Regions from separate parts of the Pan troglodytes genome. Here region 2 is linked to region 1. A link is a contact called in public Hi-C data. All regions are on one chromosome and are shown on one strand. Each heading gives the region's core, a stretch centred on a gene start, on an enhancer-like site or on the middle of the called end of the contact. The rest is flanking DNA. Distances are from core to core; before and after follow the strand shown.

The links. Hi-C and Micro-C count contacts between places; a contact is called where the count stands out from the background.
Region 2: a Hi-C map of induced pluripotent stem cells shows a contact between it and region 1, with 4 times the contacts expected there. The contact joins two enhancer-like sites. A contact is called at or near these places in 4 of 7 Hi-C or Micro-C datasets (blood, induced pluripotent stem cells and stem cell-derived neural progenitor cells).

What each region holds. Positions count from the first base shown.
Region 1 is chrX:107,935,390-107,943,080 of NHGRI_mPanTro3-v2.0_pri, forward strand. RTL9 (retrotransposon Gag like 9) reads left to right here. Exons shown (of 4, transcript XM_054676408.2): 2 at 4,622-4,767. Among named protein-coding and RNA genes, the nearest start is that of CRIPTO3, 76 kb to the right of the region's middle. Within about 2 kb of position 4,707, at least 1 of the 24 cell types and tissues checked has an H3K27ac peak or open chromatin away from gene starts, as enhancers often do. A contact at or near this core is called in induced pluripotent stem cells, where this site is marked.
Region 2 is chrX:108,165,603-108,173,293 of NHGRI_mPanTro3-v2.0_pri, forward strand. No RefSeq gene overlaps it. Among named protein-coding and RNA genes, the nearest start is that of CHRDL1, 130 kb to the right of the region's middle. Within about 2 kb of position 3,434, at least 4 of the 24 cell types and tissues checked have an H3K27ac peak or open chromatin away from gene starts, as enhancers often do. A contact at or near this core is called in induced pluripotent stem cells, where this site is marked.

The DNA.
Region 1 (7,691 bases), core at 3,457-5,956:
AGGAGTGACATGAGGTCACTTGGGTCACGGCCTGCCTTCTTGTTTCCAACTTGCTGAAGTTGGTGGCAGTGTCAGAGAGCTCCTCTGTGGTGAGGCAGGGGTTTGGAAAGAGGTCCTAAGGATGCTGTTTTCATGCCCAGGTCTCTGATGCGCTAACAATATGAAATAGCAGTGCCCTGTTTTCTGCATTTCAAACAAAGGAACTGATACTATGCAAAGGTTTCTTTAGGTTATTGCTCCATGTCTGATGAAATTCCCTTTTCAGTAGATTTTTCATTTCTTTTGGCCTTTGGCATAAGTAAATGTCAGCTTCTTAAAAATCAACAGAGAAGAGCAAACAGTAGGGTCTCTGTGATTTTCTTGGGATTTGAGAAATCTTCCCTCCCTAGCTTCTAACTGGATCATGTCTGTACATTGCTGCCTGTGGTCCTGGAAAGGACGAGGTCCACCCAGACATGCTGTCTCATTTTTATATTTGCTGAGATCTTGGGACACTCTCCTTTCATCAGGTATGTCAAAAACCTTAGGATTGTCTGCAGAGAGTGTGGTTCAGTATGTGGAAAGGTCAGCATATGTCATTCTTGGACTGGCCCTGGGGTTTAAGAAGAAAAAGCCCAGAATTTGGTTTCCAATTCCAGCTCTGCCTGTCTTTTGCTGTATGAATTTGGGCAAGTCACTTCTTTTCTCTGGACCTCAGTTTCCTCTTCTGTAAACTGAAGACAATAATCTTCATTCTAATTCTAACCCAAATGGTGTAAAGAGTAACTCAAAGAGTTGAAAGAATGCTATAAAGGGCAGGGTTTGGCACTCTCAGTAAGTGGTGACATTTTTCAGTTCTTCAAAGGTCCCTGATTGGTAGCCACTACCTGCATCCACATGCCTATGGTGAGCCCAAGACATCCCACAGTACTAGGCACTATGAGCTTCATGTCTAGGAGTCTAAATAGTTTCCACTTTCAGTTGTGGGACTTTTGGCAAGTAGCTCAATGCTTAGTAGCTCAGTTTTCCCATCTGTCAAGTGGGTATACAAACTAATAATAATACAGGTCCGCAATCCCTTATCTGAAACTGTTGGAGCTAGACATGTTTTACAGTTAAAAATATTTGGATTTTAGAAAAGCAATGTGGTAGATATAACATATATATCACACCTTAATGAGATCCAAGATAATACCCAGTGATCAAACTCACTAATATTTCTAAATGGGATAAATGAATAGCCTCATGTCAATTCAGGCCCAGTTTTGCCACCAAATGAGCTTGCCACAGAATTTCAGTTTTCAGAAGCTTTGGGATATCAGAGAGGCACATAGGAAATTGTGGACAATGAAGGAAGTTAATACTTATTTCGTGCATGTAATGTACCAGGCATTGTTCTAAGTATGCATTAACTCATTTAAGTGGCCCAATAAGCCTGTGAGGTAAGCAGTATTATTATTATCATCCCCATTTCATAGATGAGAAAACTGAGATTCAGAAGTTAAATCACTTGCCCAGGGTCCCAAAGCCAGTTAGGAGCAATGCTGGGATTCCAACCCACACAGTTCAGCTCTTATCCACCTTCTCTGCCTAACCCATGGGGTTAAATTGAGGCTTTAAATGCCTACAGGGGCTGAGCAGGTCGCTGAAAAAGTAAAGGTGGCCTTATGGGTACTGAGGCAAACTGGTGAGCACGTGCCTCACCTACAGGGAGCAGGTTGTTGAGCTCTGGCTGATTGTTGCTATATTGGAATTTGGATCGAAGTTTTTCTCTCTCTGTGTGTGTGTGTGTGTGTGTGTGTGTGTGTTTCAGAAAAGCCAGAAATCCAGCTTTCTATCTGAAATTTCCTGACTTTTAAATGTTGGCAATTAATTTTAAAAAATGTTTAAAACGTTGTACGGGTCAAATAAACTCTGTCTGCAGTCTGAATTTAGCCTGTGGCTGCCAGTTTGCAAGCTCTGCAATGAGTAAATAGATGTGAAAGTGCTTTGGAAACTTAAAAACGTGCTCTAGAAACAGAAGAGTCTAATTTTAGGGTTATATCTTGTTTTTTCCTTGACTGTGGTCTAGTTTTTTAAAAACTTGTATTCCCGACCTGATGGAGATGAAAAGTCAGAATTAAATAGAGACTTCAGTGAACTTGAGTACTTCATTCCTTTGGCAGGCTGGATAAATGAGAAGCCTAGGTGTATTGGATGGACTAAGCCTCAGAATTCTTGCCACACCCACAAGCCCCTTCTAAGGAGTTTCCATCCACAGACCCTAGCTGAGGGAAGTAGCAGTTTCTTATGAATAGGTGACTATTCTTGGTACCACGTGACCCTGCTTCCCCCAGCAATAGCCACTTGAGCCAGGAGAGGGCATCTGATCCATGAGCAGTCACTCTATAGGCTGGCAAACAGCCTATGAAGGAACCTGGGATGAGAACTTTGCCCAGCAAGTACAGTTACTGAATTTGGACCAATGAGAGTTTCTCTCTTGGGGAGTTTGAATACCAGACCTAGAAAGAGTGAGCAATTGGCAACAGGGGCAGAAGCTGAACACAGAGAAGGCAGGCAGCAGGGACCCCGGATAAGCAGGACCAGGAGAGATTACTGAACTTCAACTATGTGCCAGATTCTTTACACGTTGTTTTGTTTAAAACATTCAAAGAACATGCGAGGTAGGTACTGTTATTATGCCTGTTTTACAGATGAGGAAACTGAGGTGAAATAACTTGAAGTATTGGGGTTCAAGCCCAGGCCTGTTTGAAGTTAAAATGAGAGTGTAGGAACCTCAAAGCCAGTGGTTCTGAAACTCTAGTGTTTCAGAATCACTTGGGTTAAATGCAGGTTCCTTGGCGTCACCCCAGACCTATATTGAATCTGACTCTTTGTGGGTAGAGTCTCCCTCCCCCTACAAATCTGTGTTTTAGCAGTTTTCCCAGGGAGCACTTGATGCAGGGTTTCCCCACCACACTTTTATTTTGAGAAATGCAGTTTCAGAGGGTATGGCAAGTACTGTGTACTGTGCTACCTTTACCTACACAACCAAGGTCAATGTCAACAGATGTGGTCAAATTCCAATTTAAAGTCTTTTGGAAATGGGGCCAATTATGTAAAGAAGAGGGCATTAGTTTGTTCTCTTCTCTCATCAAGGAAGTCTACATTATTACCAGTTATTTGAGAGAACAGAAGATTGAGATGAATGCTTAGTAGTTGTAAACACGATCGGATCTGCACTTCAGGGTGGGTGCAAAGCTAGCATATGTTCACTAAGCATTTTCCATGAGGTGCGTAAACTGTAGAAACTCAGTGCTCTGGCAACAAAGAACATGAGAGAAAATTACCAAATGCAGATAGACATATTGTAAACCGTGGAGCTTAAAATGTAAACCTACTTGCTAGGCTGATCATAGAGGTTCTTCTCAGCCCCAGAGAATTTGTGTAAGAATCTTGTCCATGCCTTTATTTACACCATTGATTAAAAATGCTAATCAGGAGAGGATCAAGGCTATGGACCTCCTTCTAGGTTGTTGCAGAACTCCCACTCTGGCAATGGTATTCAGCTGGTTTTGAATTTTTCTGCTTTAAGAACTATCCCTGGGAAGACTAGTGGTCTGAAGTTTGCTTGGAGAGTCTCAAGCCGGAAACTGATTTGTGGTCCAAATGCTTAATGGCATCAGACACTTATTCCTACAAGAGAGGCATGTGGTCCAAGGGGTGGCACAGGTCAAATGTGATGGCCAAGTCCCGCCTCAGCAGGGCTTGAATCCGCACTTGGCAACTTTTATTTCTCTCTGTCCATTCCTGTGGATACTTTATCTGTGTTAATGTCCTCATTTAGGCTAAGGTCAAACTCTGTTCTTCTCTCTTCTGGCCAGAAAGACTTCCTGTTTTACAGGTATATGATCTTATCTGTGTTGATACTTTAACTCTGAGTGATTCCCTAAAGCAGGTCCTTGGACAAGTGCCCATCCTCCAGGAAAATTGCAGCAGTCCACCGTGCAATGAGAAAGCCTGAGGACTAGGTAGTAAATGTTTCGCAGAGAAGAGAAATCTATTTCATGTATTATTCTTTATTCTGAGGTTATTTCCTTCTCTTTTGGTGTTGAAAGGAAGCCCCTTCTTTTTAGAAAATGATGATTTGTGGTTGTTCTGTTTCTTAATGATTTTACTTGGGAAAATAAAAATCTGGAAGTTCAATATCAGTCCCTGAAATTTTGGGTTGCATTAGCTGCAAGTCTGGGAACCTGGTCTAATTTTGAGTGTTCTGCTAGCACCTCTAGGTACCTCCTATTGCCACTTGTGTTCTAAGTGCTTATAAATTACCTGCTTCGCAATCTGCAGCAGAATCTCTCCGAGGATTGACATCAAGCTTACAGCTTTGGAGTTTACGGTATACTGGTCTGTAGTTTCCTTATTTAAGAAAATTGGGACACTGCCCATTTGCAGTCCTCTGGTATCCCTCCTGTTCTCTCTGATTCCACATATCCTTCAGACCGGCACCTAATGCAAGGCAGTTCCGTTTGCTCTTCTTATAATGTTCTTTTCCCTATAGAGTTGGACATGCATATACATGTTGTTTGGGGAATTTGCAGCACATCCAATGAAAGCATAATTCCCAACTAACAGTCAAATCCTTTTCTTTGGAGCTACCCAGAACACACCTACCCTCTCTTCCATATGACAGCCCTTCAGAGACTTGAAGACAGTGTGTGACTCTCCTGTGAGTTAAGAGCACTGGCTGAGTCAGACAGACCCGAGTGACAAGCCCAGCTTCGCTCCCTCTCAGCGGTGAGAGCCAAGGTAAGTTACTTCATTTTAATTTCTCTCTAGTTCAGTTCTTTAGCTGATTTAGAAAATGGGAGTAAAAAAGCCACTTTGTTTGTTTATCGTTCAATAAATAAGATGAGGTATGTAAAGTGTTTAACATAGTGCCTGGCATAGTAAGCACTCAGTAAATGCTAGCTATTTCCCCCTCTTTATTTATAAAGAGCCGGTGCGCATTTTAAGTGTCAGGGCTGTGGGGGAGGAAGGAAGTGGGGAGGGCTTCTACTTCCCTGAATGATCAAGGAAGGAAGAAGATCCTAAAGTAGACCAGGTATTTCTTTAGCCTTAGGTTGTCTGTTTTCAGTTATCTGGATGCCTATTTGCTAGGGCTTGGGGAAAGAATATTGTTGAGAATCTAGGGAAAGGCTTATTTTCAACAGCTGGAAAGCTATTTGTTGACATATTGAACCGTCTCTTGTTTATTCTTATTTCCCTGAGCAGCTAGCCATGCAATCCCCTAAACTCAATTACCTTTTGTGAGGCGGCAGGAGCATGACACCTCCTAGCCGTATTGATCAGTGCAGACTGGGTGGGACGTGAGGGACCTGAGAGATGCTAAGCGGCAAATTCTGGGCTTTTCCTTCCTTAGAAGGCCTCTCTTCTCTGTGTTCCTAGAGACTCTGGCTTTAATAGAACGGAAGTCTATGCCTCACATGGGCTGAGCATGCAAGAACCGTCTCTCAGTAGCCTCCTTAGAAGCAGGCTGATGAAAATAGTCACAATGGGTCAGAACTTGGAACCCTGGGGTGACCAGTGCTAGCATGGTTTTCTAACTGCAGCTCTTTGCACACACTGGGTTTTGCAAGCAATTGAATGATATGAACTCTGAATGCCATTGCAGCTAGAGAAAGTTTGGAAGAAGACACACCCAACTGTGAACAGACAGAGGAATGGGACTTGCGGGGAATGGGGGGTGGGGCATTTTCAGGAGTTTAGCTTTGTCTGTATGGAGGATTTCAAGTCTTTATCCTAAGAATATACTCCTAGATTACTTATGGAATTACTAAACATAAATAAAAGTTAGAGAAAGAAGAAATTATTTTTAAAAACAAACCAAAAATAAAACACAAAATAAAGTGGTACAACCATTAAGCTTGTCGGGGTAGAAAGATTGCTTGGGTCGGGGGGTGGATGTCCGGGATCCCTAGAGAGAGCTTGCAAGGAGAGGAGTGAAAAGGGCTTGAGAAAGAACCCTAGGGAAACATATCTTTAAAAAAAATAAAATTAACTTTTATTAGTTTTTTTCTTTTCGTATTATGGGTCCATTATAGACCAATGAGAAAATACAGATAATGAAAATGAAAATTAAAAATCCCCTCTAATCCCATCATTCAACTGTGGTCACTGTTGGCGTTTTGGTATATATCCTTCCAGGTTTTTTTCTATGCAGAAATCTACATATTTATCTTTATGATAATCAGATCCTCATGTACACATTAGAATATATTTTCAATGGCTACAATAGTGGCTGCTACAATTGCACCATGATTCGTTTAATCATTAAACAAGTTGTGTTCTAACATTAGACACTTAGGTTATTTCCAAAATTGTTGCATTAGAACATAAACAACAGTGCCCTGTAGCTGTGTGACATTGGGAAAGCTAGTTAACCTCTCTGTTCCTCTGTTCTCATCTGGAAAATGAAGGTGCTAATAGAACCTACCTCGTAGTATGTTGTGAGTGTCAAATGAGATCATATAGGTAAAGCACTTAGCACAGGGCCTGGCACAGTAAACGTTAGCTTTAATTGTTAGGTGTGTTAATAATAATAATAGTAGTTGTTGTGAGGCCATTGTTAACAGAATGGCTATTCTGTGACTTTTTTTTTTTTTTTTTTTTTTTGCTTTGAAGGGAGAGGAGAGCGACTGGAATTTTTCTTTTGAGTAGTATGCTATAGTGAGCTCTGGAGTCACACAGAGCTGTGTGCCTTTGGTCATGTCAATTCATCTCATGGAGGCTCAGTTTCCTTACCTGTATACTGAGAATTTAAAGGACCTAGCTCACAGGGTAATTGTCAAGATCAAATGAGATAATGCTGGTGAAGCCCTCAGCCCCATTCTTGGCATATGGGAAGAGTTCAAGCAATATCAGTTGTTGTTGTTATTATTACTACAAGGATTCAGCCATTTGTAGTAAGAAAGTTTCCTTGCTTTGTGGTGTGGGGATGTAGGGGAGATGGCAGTGAGAAGAGTACTCCGAGTTTCTAATCACTTGTCTGATTACAAAGAGATAAAAATATTTTGGAAACAGAATGGCCAGGGCTGAAATCTGGGATTTAAAAAAAATTATTATTATTATTTTATGTGACCGTGGTCACATAGACTTCTCCAAGCCCATTTCCTCATGTATAAAATGGGAATGATCTCAGTGCCTTACAGGTGTTGCTGGGAGGTCGGAATTATATAGTGCATATGTAGTGCTTAGCCCAAGTGCTCAGTTGTTGTTGGTCGTTAATTATGAGGTTTATAACGACCTGAATGCCTCCCTTGTCAAACTCTACATCCCTATACCTAGGCTACTTTAACTTCACCTGGAGGCTTTGCCCTATCCAAGGCTCAGGGACCAATTCTCCCCTTAGACTGAGGGTTTCTCCCCTTAGACTGAGTGCACCAGTTCAGGAAAACTGGAGTACTCTGGTAAACCTTTCTGCTAGCTCTACTCTGACCTTGTGCCCCAGTTCTAGAAAGCAGGCTGTAGCCATGTTTGTATGAACAAGCCCTCAGCTGGTATGCTCAAGGCTGGTGTGCTTTTCTTGCTAGCTGTCTGAAATCCATGGAGCCTTTCTGTTGAATCCTAGCCCTATGGCAGGGATACCGGTCGCTGGATTTTTCTCCGTGTCTCTGACCCTGGGGTAAATTGTCTTTGTTATGATCACCATTACAGGGCTCTATTAAGGTGTT
Region 2 (7,691 bases), core at 2,184-4,683, 230 kb after region 1:
CTTTTTCATTATATATTTTCTCAATCAGCAGACACTAGGAGTGCAACTACTGTCATGGGATAATCAGATAGTTTTGATTGATAAAATAAGTTATATGGACCCAAAATGTTTAGGAACCACTAAATTAAACAAAGACCTTTCTTCATAGGGTACAAATGTTTCATTTAGTAGGGCATCAACATATTAGCAGTCATTAACACATTAGCCTGAATTAATCAGCTTGCTTCAGGGTAGAGCATTGAACACTTTCATCCTAAAAGCAGAGTGGGGATCAGCAATGGCTCCAAGCAGGTCTAGTGGGTTAGAATTAGTCTTTTGGGTGCCATGTGTGCTTCAGGAATTCGACAGTTTTTATACTTATAATAGTAGTCAAACTTTGATAGATGAATTATTGCTTGGTTAGTACCACTCCAAAGAGCCAAACCCCAAATGTTCTCCAACTTCTACCAATGTTGGAAAACACTCCAAGGGAAAAAAGAGGGCGCTGAGCACCAGAGATGGGAGCTAAAAGGTAGGAGGGGACAGCAAAATATGTGGCCAAGACCAAATTTGTCTACTTCTTAGTTTGTTGGGAGGACAAGGAGATAGTCATATCTACCCCAAAACTTTAGCAGACTACAATCTTGAAAAGACGTTTAGAATTCCTTTACTTTTGAGGTCCTCCCTTCCTTTTGCTCTGTCCCAGAACCTCCTTCGCCTATACTTGCTGACAAACTTTCCCCTCTCATCCAACACAGAGTCCCATTTTGTATCCAAAGCCATTCAATCAGCTCGAATTGTCTGTGTTTTTCTGGAGGGGTTCCCTCTCCAAACTTGCCAGAATGTCTCAATATTCTTGGAGCTTGTCCTCAGTTTCCGAAACTTCAGGGCATCCCATAGGCCACAGTTTTGACTTCAAATGCACACTGACCTTTTCCTTTCACCCAAACACCCTCCTCCTTACCCACTGCATTGCATCAGAGCATTCTCAAGCCTGTTGTCTTGCTCCAGACATCCCCTTGTCTGTGGCTTGGGGTTAATATCTGGTCCTTTCCAATCCTACCCCATGTGATTATGCCTTTGTTTCAGATCCAGGAGAGTAATCATACTCAGACTAGGTCTCCACTAACCAAAGCAAAAGGGACATTTGAGAAAACAATCTGTTAGTCCTTGCAGAAGGGGTTTTTGGTTGCTTGACAACCAGATAGTTGCCTAAATTCTCCTCTCTGCCTGACATGAGTTCAGGGCCATAAGTGGCTACTTTCCCCTGCACAAACACGGCAAGTGTACAATAATGACTTCAGCTGTTTGAGAAGAGGCCATATCCCAAGAGGTACTCCAGAGAGCTGATTTTCTTAGAATTGCAGAGCAAAGGGCTCCTGAAAACTGGGCTGAATACTACTAGTGTTTGCCTTTCTCCAACTTCTGTGTGACTGCCATCTAGTGGCATGCAGGGTGGTGGTGGGGGGTGGTGGAGAGTGCTCCAACAGGGTTCAGTCAATAAGCAGGTGCATTGTTTATGAATAATTTAAAAACAATATTAAAACTGACTAAAGTTGGTCAGACTTTTATTATAACCACATGCTGGCAATTCTAAACAGTCATTGATAAAATACTTCTCACTTTGGTATACCACTGCCCCCACCCCAGCACCTAAGTGATTCCCTCATCTCCCCTTGGAGAGCCATATTTAAGCCTGACTTTTCAGGTAATACTTCAGATTATATCCCTTCCCTCTATCAAAATGCTCCTGTCTTGTGCTCTAACCCCCTAAGGCTGTGCTTTTTATTTTCCTTGGTGGAATTTATTTATAGGGAAATATTTATAGGGGTTACCAGCTGTCTCTACCAGGGGCACCTATGTTATAACAGAAGTTACCTGAAGAATCAACGCTTTAGTCCAATGGTGTTCTAACTCTTTTAAGGCAGTGAAACACTGTTTTCAAACAAAATATGGTATGGAACCCCATCTCCTAACTCTTCTTTAAGTCTCACCTTCAGTGTCATTTCCTCTGGAAGGTCTTCCTTGCCTCTCCATGATGAGGACAAGTCCCCATGACTTAGTCACAGCACCTTGGACTCGCCCTTTCATACTACCCATCACACGTGTTATAACTTGTCTAGTGTCTGTATTCCTTAGTAGACTGTAACCTCCATGTGGGCAGATACTGCATCTATCTTGTTCACCACTGGAACCCCAGAAGCAAGTGTTGTGCTTGGCCCACTGTATGTGGTCCGTAAATAGCTGATGAATGAATGAAAGCCCTTCTGTTATTATAGCCTATGAGTAAAAGAACATTGGAAATAACCATGTCACATGTTATATTGTGGGTTTTTATTGAAATTATGGTCAAAAACAACCCCAAGATCATTTTTTTTTTTTTGGAAAAAAAGTGTGGTTAACCAGTTTTCCCACCTTGTAGTCATGTGAGTAAAACTAAATGCAACAGCCACAACTCCCAATTTCTAGTGTGTAGATTTTTCCTCCTCTCTTTGGCACTAAAGTCAGGTTCTTCTTCTTACTAAGTTTTGGCTGAAGCTCTGCAGGGACAGTCTCCTCTTCTGTTTTATACCAGGACCCCCCAAAAGGCTTCTCCTAGTTGGCCATCTCAGGTTGGCACTTCCTTCAAAGACGTGCTTAAGTTCCACTGTCTGATTGAAGTTAACCCAGCCTGAGACTGCTTTCCTTTTTCTTTTAACTACTAGAGATCATGAACAAAGTGTTCACCTAGTTTTTTAAATTTATTTTTATTTATTATTATTTTTTCAGAGACAGCGTCTTGTTCCGTCCTTCAGGCTGGAGTGCAGTGGGCATGATCACTGCAGCCTTGAACTTCTGGGCTCAAGTGATCCTCCTGCCTCAGCCTCCAAGTAGCTGGGACTACAGGCATGTGCCACCATACACAGCTAATTTATTTTTAACTTTTTTAGAGATGGGGTTTTGCTATGTTGCCCAGGCTGGTCTCTAAGTGATCTTCCTGCCTTGGCCTCCCAAATTGCTGGGATTACAAGCATAAGCTATCACACCTGGTCTAATTTTTTAAAAGGCATTTACTGTGCATTTATACGTCAGTCACTCTCATGAACACCTTATTAACTCATTTAAGCCTGACAAGAACCCTATGGCATAGAGATTATTCTTATCCTTATTTTACAGATGAGGGAACGAAGATTAAGAGATGTAGGAAACAAGAAATACGAATTGTTTGCGTGTATTAACTCTGTCTTCTCCTGATTCCCTGATTGGAGTGAACCTCTCAATAGTTTTGACCCCAAAGTTATTTTGTTATTAATTTTGGTGATAAGTTGAACAGAGGTAAACAGGTTTATTGAAGGACTGAAAAGGGCCAATGCCCTTCTGCAGCGTTTCCTTCCCCTCCCTCACTTACCTCTTGATGAAGAGGGCTCCCTATGCGGATACATTCCAGAGCTTCAGAATTCCTCTCTGAGCTGCTCCCTCCTATGGCAACGCCCACGTGAATGCCAGAGGACAATGGCACAGGCAGTTTTCAGGAACACGTGTAGACCATCAGCCCCTTCCTCCTCACCAGGGCCTCTGGCTGCCCTGCAAGCTGCTACATCTCACAATAAACCCAAACCCCTGGCATTTTAGAGAAGTAGCAGGTTCAGAAGTGAAAGAAAGAGAAAGTCGGAAGAGCAGGAATAACATTAGCACTCTTTGTAAGGGGAGAAGGCCTGGATTACATTACGGATGCTTAGGAAGGACAGGTATGGCCTATTTAGTTGGTGCTGCCTACTTCTATCATCACCCAAAATCTCATCCCTCTCATTCCCAAAACTCCCTTCTATTGCTTCCACTGCCAGAAGGTTTTCACTCACTTTACCCCTCTGCCTTTATTTTTGTAATTGGGGAATGCATTTTGAGGGTAATAAAGAATAATAAAGTATTTAAAAGTGAAAAGGTATCTGAGGGTTAAGCAATTATCATTTATTTCACTTAAGTTGCTTCCTTCCTAATGCCAGACAGCTGCCCTGGAGGGATTTAGGTTTTGATTGTTGTGTGAGGTGGTTAATGGCGGAGCCTGAGGTTCTTTGTGGAACAAGGCAGGTGGGATAGCTGGATCTGAAGGGAGGAATGAGGGCACTGAGAATCCAGAGAGTGCATGATGACATGGAGAGAGGAAGCTGTCAAGTACAAACTTTGTCTTCTTTGAGGTTTTGCCTAGGACCTGTGCCTTGCCTCCCTCCCATCCATCCCATCCAGAAAAGTGAGAGGAAACTCCCTGCTCACTCCTCTCCTCACCACCTGCCCCTGCCCCCAGGATGGAGCTTAAGCGGGTACTAATTAGTACTATATATAACTTGGCTACATTCAGGGTTCAAGAGACTTGTGTGGACTGGCCTGGGAATCTGAGGATCAAATAGAATGATATTTCAATAAGAAAATGCATGCTGAATTCTAAACTTTTGGCCAATATGTTATTCTTACATTGGGGACTGCTTATACTGGGAGGCAATTTAGAATTCCTTCTGTCTACATTAACTTGAAGTCAGGCATTGGGTCTCTTGTGTGGGCCATTTTGTGAAGGCTCCATACACACCATGTTGGAGCGTAAGTATTCATACACACAGAGAGAAAGATATAAAGATATATAAGTATTGTTATATATATATATATATATATGAAACAGGATCTTGCTCTGTCACCCAGGTTGGAGTGCAGTGGCATGATCGGCATGATCATAGAGAACTGCAGCCTTGAACTCCTGGGTTCAAGTGATCCTTCTGCTTCAGTCTTCTGAGTAGCTGGGACTATAGGCATGTGCACCATGCTCAGCTATTTTTTAAATTTTTGGTAGAGATGGGTGTCCCACTATGTTTCCCTTACAGGCATAAGCTACCATGTCCGGCCTGTAATATATATTATAGCTATTATAAATATTATATATTATAGATAGCATATGTAGAAATATAGATATTTCTTATCCACAATATTGAAGTCTTAGCAAAAATCCTTCACAGCTTAGTATTACTGTGAAGCCTATGCCACACATGCAAGGACATTTTGCTTTAAGCATTTAGAAAAATCGATGTGTAAATCTAATATTTATCATTTATTTTGAAAGACATCTTATGGCAAATCAGTTTACAAAGCAAATAAGACCTTTTTTTCATTTGTACTTATTAACGCAGGTTTTATTAGTTTTCTTTAGAGTAGGGTACAGAGAAAATGTCCTGAAAATCTGCCTAGCCTCTGCATATTTATGTATTCCCTGAACTGCTTGCTCTCCCAAATGGAGAAAGAATCTCACCAGATGGACTCTTCACTTGGCAAATATTTACTGAATGTCTGGACGTGCTGGACATTGGGTCCCTAACTTCTCAGAGCCTTCCAATCTAATCATGGAGACCATGACTGAGCAAACATTTCATGTTTTTACATATAATGGCATGTAAAAGGTGAATGCCTTCAATGTTCTCAAGTCTAAAATAGGGTCAATAATGATACTTCCCACACAGGGCTATGGTGAGGATTAAATGAAAAAACATGAATGTCAATTGATTACTATAGTGGTTGGCACAGGAAAAATACTTTGGTGATTATTTCCTGGAAGCATGGGGTAGGGAAGAACTAACTAACCTGCCTGAAGGAGGTGGACAAGTTTTCAGAGCTGAGCAATATGAGCTTTTAACAATTAGTAGGTGTTTGTTAAGTAGAGACATCAGGGAATAAACATTCCAGGCAAAGGGAGCTGTATATGAAGGCTCAGAATTCCTGAGAATGTGGTAAGTTCCAGGATCCTGGAGTTGCCTGCCATGGTTGGAAGATACAGTATATAAGGAGAAAGGGAACATGGTGGCAAACCAGGAGGTGAGCAGGCAAGGTTCCACAGGGGCAGCGATGTTTGAAGGATGAGTAGAAGTTTGCCAGTCACAGAAGAAGAAAGAACACTGTAGTGGTGGAAAGAGCATATACAAAGGCACAAAGTTGTACACGCATATGAAATATTTGGGGGACAGTGTTCTGTAGGTGGAGCTCTGCATTCAAGAAGCTACCTCTCCCATGTGGAGCTTTCAAAGGTGTCTGGGCATGTTTGCTAGGCTGGTGGGGTGGGCCCCTTGATGTCAAATTATGTGAGGATTTCAGAGGGGAATGGAAGCAGTACATGTACCCGCAAAAGGAGAGGAATTTGGAAAACAGTAATATGTCTGTCTTGGAAGCTTGTACTCAGCACAGACTCTGCATACTGGCAAGCGAGCCCTGATAAAAGGGATAAAAGTAGAATCTGAATGACTTGTTTGCACAAAAAACTGTGAGACTCTGGGACACATGAAGACCCTGCTTTGGTGCACACAATACACACTCAAGAACTATTTGTTAACTGGTTTCATGTAAGGTGATAAAGTGTAACATCACAGGTTGGGAGGAAAGAGGGTACTCTCTCTACTTGTGCACAGGATCTGGTGCCATTTGGGAACGCTGAGGATTCCAGAGCATCACCACTGTGGTGGCATCTCTAGACCAGCAGAAAGAGCCCCTACCAGGAATAGCACAGTTGGCAGCAGTGGTGATATGTGTGGCCGTACAGGCAGTCAATGGACTTTTTTTTTTTTTTTTTTTCTAGCAGAGCCCATCATGGAAGTAGGTGTTGGGGAGGAAAAACTTTTCCTCTACTCTCTTAGGTTCAGTAACTAGGAGCCTGTGGATTAAACTAACAAAACACAGATTAATAGAAGGGAAGGCACACAATTTTTGTTAATATTTACATGTACAGAAACTCATAAAAAGGAAGTGAAACTCAAGTGGTTACACTTGGGGCCTTTACATCCTTTTAACAAAGGAAAGGTTTGGGATTCAAGGGAGGACAAAATGTGGGAAAGTGACTAGAAAATATACGGGGGAACTAATGGAGGGTAAGGGCTAGTTTGGTAAGGTTGGTGTCTTAGTCTGTGTTGCTATAAAGGAATACCTAAGGTTGGGTAATTTATAAAGAAAAGAGGTTGATTTGGTTCATGGTTATGCAGGCTGTACAAAAAACATGGCATCAGCAACCGTTTCTGGTGAGGGCTTCCAGTAGCTTCCACTCATGGTGGAAGAAGGGAAGCTGGCGTGTGCAGATTACATGGTGAAACAGGAAGCAAGAGACAGAGGAGGAGAGGCCAGGCTTTTTAACTACCAGTTCTCGAAGGAACCAAGAGTGAGAACTCACTCATTACCACAAGGACAGCACCAAGCCATTTATGAGTCATCTGTTCCATCACCCAAACACCTCCCATTAGGTCCCACTTCCAACACTGGGGATCAAATTTCAACATGAGACTTGGTGAGGCCAAACCATATCCAAACCATAGCAGTCTGTTTCTGCAAACTCTTCTTGTTGTTGACTTCCAATCTTCAATGATTAGAGTCACTCTTCTCTCCCTGGTATGAATGGGGGTGTATTAGTCCATTCTTGCACTGCCATAAAGATATACATGAAACTAGGTAATTTATATTAAAAAAAAGAGGTTTAATTGGCGTATGGTTCCACAGGCTGTACAGAAAGCATGATGGCTTCTGGGGAGGTCTCAGGAAACTTACAATCATGGTAGAAGGCAAAAGAGAAGCAGGCATCTCTTCCATGACCACAGCAGGAGGAACAGACAGAGGAGGGGGAGGGGCTACACACTTTTAAACAACCAGATATCATGAGAAGTCATTCACTATCACAAGAACAGCAAGGAGGAAATCTGTCCCCAAGATCCAATCAT